Regions from separate parts of the Gossypium hirsutum genome. Here region 1 is linked to region 2. The links are chromatin contacts, called in public Hi-C maps. All regions are on one chromosome and are shown on one strand. The core of a region is the stretch at or near the end of the contact, and the rest is flanking DNA. Distances in the headings are between cores, read along the strand shown.

The links. A called contact is a pair of places that touch in the nucleus more often than the background predicts.
Region 1: a Hi-C map of seedling shows a contact between it and region 2, with 1.8 times the contacts expected there. The contact joins the promoter of LOC107956506 here to the promoter of LOC107953154 in region 2. A contact is called at or near these places in 9 of 34 Hi-C or Micro-C datasets (callus, hypocotyl, leaf and 1 more).

The regions. Positions count from the first base shown.
Region 1 is chrA07:21,535,156-21,537,855 of Gossypium_hirsutum_v2.1, forward strand. It overlaps LOC107956506 (E3 ubiquitin-protein ligase PUB23), which reads left to right and starts at 1,374. Exons shown (of 1, transcript XM_016892142.2): 1 at 1,374-2,700. The coding sequence starts at 1,603.
Region 2 is chrA07:21,268,962-21,271,661 of Gossypium_hirsutum_v2.1, forward strand. It overlaps LOC107953154, which reads left to right and starts at 1,285. Exons shown (of 5, transcript XR_005930496.1): 1 at 1,285-1,613; 2 at 1,779-2,231; 3 at 2,316-2,668.

The DNA.
Region 1 (2,700 bases), core at 124-2,623, 270 kb after region 2:
TTTTTACTTGGTTGATAAGGATTTATTTTGCGATAATTATTGGAAAAATATATTTAGATTATAATTAAGGGTTTTATCTTATCAAAACTACTTGGCGAAGCTATAGATTTTGGCGAGCAATTTGGTGGTTGTTGTGCTGTTCATATGAGAGTGCCTTTTTTTAGTTGTTTTGGCGAGCTATTTGTGTATCATTTACTTGGTATTTTGGACTCTTGTGTTAAGCTTGTTATTGGATAATTTTACTAATTGCATTGTAAAGTCATTTGGGTTGAGTGACTTGTAATAATTGGGTTCATTATTGGGGCTACAATTACTTCTTTGTATAATGGTAGATTGGGCTTTAACTAATACGTGATCCGGAAGATTGTTGAATAAGAACCATTCAGTAAGTGAAGCCCTGTAGAGTAGATTTGTGAATCTGGATTGCATTAACAAATTTGTATTTATTTCTCCCCTCCTCTTATTTAATTAATACTTGTGTTCTGTTCGAACTTGTGTTCAAATATTTGTTTGAGTAGCTATTGTTTGAACACATGTCTGACCATTTGTCTGAACATTGAATCAGACAGAGAGCAAACCGAGGTTCTTATAATGTTCAAAAACCAAGAGTATCACACTGCAAATCTTTGAGTGTGTGGAATAAGGTCACTAATGATGTTATGGGAGTCTAATATTTAAGAGTATCCTTACTTATTTTAGAAAAGAATATATAATTTACATTTTATGTATTAATAATATCTGTTTATATAACTGAATCAAATAACATTATTCCATTTAAAAATTTATTTATATTTATAGTCTTTTAATTTTTTAATAAAATGATATATAACCTAATTAACCTTTTTTTATTATTATTATCTAATTACATTATCAAGACGTTATTATATATGGTTTTGGTTTGGTATTTTCTCTTTTTCCTCAAAAGTCCCATTGCCCCAAGTTGTGCGGCCTACAAATTTTGCCCTGATCTTACCTACTTTGAATTGAATTTTTAAAAGCATAATAATCCATAGTTTACTACTCATACACCCGGCATCTAGGAGTTTTTATGGGGCAGGCCAGGACCACCATTGCCTTTTCTTAGCGTGAAGCATACAGCCTGACCAATAAACCATTGCCAACTGGTGGTGGTCAATTACCAGCCCCAAGAAACTTCTAACCAATGTGATTTGTATTATTCCTCTTGCTTTGACCATTGAAGCCCTCACACGCGAATCTATGACCGGTAAAACAAGAAAATAGTAGAACCAGCTGAATATAGATAAAACATTAGTTTTGGTTTTTTAGGGTTGTAAATACTATACGTGTAACAAAACATTTGTTCTTTTTAGTAAAATATTAGAATTGAAATTCTAAACTTTGTTGCATGCTACATTAATTAAACCCAAGTACACAAATTAGAACACATTTAAGAATACTCGGAATTCTCCTTTGCTTACAAATTGTCTAAATGTTTTAGTCTTCCAATCCATCGCAATTAAATATGTACAATGTAAGTCTCTTTTTCATATCATTGTGGCCTGACTAATCAGTTTTGTATACATCTCTGTATTTCTTAAGCAAACTCGGCAATTTTCAGCATCTTAGAATTTGAGCTAATCAATGGATGAAATAGAAATACCTCAATATTTCATCTGTCCAATATCACTGCAAATCATGAAGGACCCTGTTACAGCGGTTACAGGCATCACTTACGACAGGGAAAGCATAGAGCAATGGTTGAAGACTTCAAAGGACACGACCTGCCCCGTTACCAAGCAGGCTTTGCCATCGGATTCTGATTTAACACCCAACCACACGCTGTGGCGGCTGATTCAGGCATGGTCTGCAGCAAATGCAAGTAATGGCATGGATTTAGTTCCCACACCCAAAACTCCTGTCAGCAAGAGCCGTGTTGTTAAACTCATTCGTGACTTTGGGGTCCCTAGTTTGTATATGAACGCTTTGAAGAAAATGGAAGTCCTTGCCAAGGACAATGAGAGGAACCGGAAATGTCTGGAGGAAGCAGGTGTCCCGAAGGCTGTAATTTTGTTATTAATCACATGTCACAGACAAGGTAAAATTAGCTGTCTTGAACAAGCTTTGAGGATTCTGCATCTTATTTGGACACCATGTAGTGAAATCAAGGCTCTTGTAAATCAAAATTGCGATTTCATAGACTGTTTGACATGGATTCTTTTGTGTGAGACTGAGAATCCTGTTATTGTCAGGACTCATGTAATGGTAATCTTGAAAAGGGTGATTGAAGTCACTAATTCAAGGTTGTTGGAGAAGTTGAAACCCGAATTCTTCAAACAAATGTTACGGGTACTGAAATCCAAAACCTCTCAACAAGCTACCAAATCCGCCTTGCACATCTTGATCCAAACATGTCTTTGGGGAAGAAACAAATCCAAAATGATGGAAGCCAATGTGATTTTCGAGCTCATCGAATTTGAGCTGGAGAAACCCGAAAAGCATGTCACGGAACTGATCATCAATCTCTTGGCACATCTCTGTTCATGTGCCGATGGAAGAGCTCAATTTCTAGGCCACGCCGGGAGCATAGCCATGGTGGCTAAAAGGATCCTAAGAGTCTCTCCGGCGACAGATGATCGAGCTGTTCAAATACTTAAATCAATCTCCAAATATGCTGCAACAAATCATGTACTTGTAGAGATGTTGAAGGTTGGGGCAGTAACAAAGCTTTGCATGGTAATG
Region 2 (2,700 bases), core at 35-2,534:
GATTTTAATCCTAAAGCTAACATATTCCATTTGGATGGTTAACTTTTTTTTATTTACATTTCATTTTCTTGTTGAGTGGACATTTACGAGTATCATAATGATAAAACTAAAACGGAGACCCTAAAAAGGCAGAAAATTTTTTAAATCCACTTCAAAAAAAAATAATGAGAAAGAATTAAACAAAACCTAAAATGGTCAACAAGAAAAAAGACCAATGAGAGAAAATAAAAATAAGAACAAAGTTTCAAAAGAACTACCTCTTGATAATTCCACATAAAAACCCATTTTTTCAGTTTTTTTTTAGGGGGTTCTTTTGAAGTGGAAATCAATGAACAAAAGGAAGCAAAAACAAACAACAGTAACAACAAAAGAAGAAGAAGAGGAGGAGAAGGAGGAGGAGGGGAAGAGTCAATAAAGGTTATATAAATGAAACAAATTATTAATGGTAATTAAAAGCAAGAAAATGTTTTCCCATCAAATGACTAAGAAATCGAAAGATTTGGGTTCCATGTGAAATTATCAGGCGGGTCTTTTGAATTTTTTTGTTCTTTCTTTTAGTGTCTTATTGATTTTCCTTCTTGCCTACCATTTCCAAGCTCTGTGGATCTTTTGTAGTGTCTTACTAGTTTATAAATTGAAAAATTGGGTTTCATGTGAAATTATCAGTGGACTATTTAGATATTCTATTGGTATAAGTTGAGTATTCATGTGGAGATGAGCTCTTTCAATGAGGTGTTGTAGTGAACATTAAGAACAATGTTTAGTTTAAGTGTGGGAGAGAGTATGTTAAGTTGTTTAATTCTTTAGAATTTTTCAAACTTTTCAATTTTTTCTTGTTGCATGATGCTTTATTCATGATCATGATATTGAAATATTTTGGTTTATGCAAAGCATGATGTTATAAGTGTGGATATATGAATGGAGTAGTTGCATGGTTGATTGGTTAGTTCAATATGAGACGTTTTAGTTCTTATGTGTTAATGAGATGTAGATATCTTAATTTTGATTTGGAATTTTTGTATATGTTCATACCATGTGATAAATGGATGATGAGATTGCGGCAAAGTTATTGTCTGTAGAAGTGAATAATTCAATGTTTTTTTTGAAGAAAAATTTGCTGGATTTTATTATAATAAACCAACTCAAAAGTAAAACCAAAATGACATGGGTCATAAAAGACCAGTCCAAACTTATAAACAAAGAAAAGCCCACAAAAGCCAAAACCAAAAAACAAAAACAAACACCAAAAGAAAAAACAACCCAACAACCAAGATCCAGCAAACAGCAAAAAAAAGGGGAGCTCTAGAAACGTCTTCTCCAGCTGTACTCCAGTAATTAAAACCCCTTTTGAAAAAATAAACAAGAAACGTATGGGGAAACAAAAAGTCATCAGAAAACTTAATTACCCTCATATCAATCCCATCAAAACCTCTTCAATACCCCGATGTACATTGAAAGATCAAAACCCATTGGAACTCTCAGCAAAATCAAAATTGCAGAAAACTTTCTCCAACTTCTTCATCTCTTCTTCCCCAAACCTCACCCACGACCTCCATCCTCCTCCTGTCTTCAGCCATCGCCTCCACCGCACCAAGAGGTACCATATTTGTCAGGTAAGTAGATTCTCTTTTCTTGAGTCCTTCTTTTGCTAAACAATGGGCAACTCTGTTAGCCTCCCTGTTTGTGAAAAGAAAAACACAAAGATTAAATTGACAGCAGAGATACTGAGCATCTTTGATATACCCAGAAATTTTCGATCTATCCGTTTTCTCTTGCAGTTTCCTGATGATCGTTCGAGAATCACCTTCAACCTCAATCTCCCTCAACCCAAGTTGTAACCTCAGCTTCAGTACCTGAAGACACGCTACTGCTTCTGCAGAAAAAACAGACGGTATGTTCAAGTTCATCTCCGTTTTACAACAGATAATCTCTGCTTTACTATTACAAATCACTACCCCAGAGCACGACTCTTTGGTGTGGTTGTTGAAAGCTGTGTCAAAGTTCACTTTCAATCTGGATCCATCGGCGCAGACCATCTGTCAACACAGATCCGTCTTCCAGGTATAGCACTTTTTAGATCATCAAGTTCCTTTAAATATACTTGCACAAAACTTGCAATCTGACTGCCAGTTTAGTTTACCCCATCATGAATGAATTTGTTCCGAGCCATCCATAACACCTATAAAGCGCAGACAATCATTCTACACAAAGCCATGGGTCTAGTCTCAAAGGTATTTTCAACTAATCTGTAAATACTGAATTCTCATCCAATCTAGCCCATGCCATATGTAAATGTTCCCATATATCTTTTGCAGGAGGACATGCCCAGAAAATATGCTCCCTTGTTTCAGCTCCTGTTAGACACCTTCTACACATAAGGGAAGCCATCTTTCTGCGATAATGAAGATTACTAAAACTAGGCATATAGTTACAAAGTATTCTCCATATTGTAATTTTGATTTTAGGGTGTAGATTCATTTTCCATAATTTCTTGTAAATTTGCTTGTGGTCTGAATGTAATTGATCCCGACCTTCTTGTAAAAGAAGTCTGTGACCACTTCGGACCGAGAATTCTCCTGACGACTCACCCCTCCATACAAGAGTGTCTTCATGCTCAAACAAAGGAAGAGGAATACAGAGGATCCTTTTTGCAGTCTGTTCATCAAAGGTAAAACTGATCAGATCAGACTTCCAATTTTT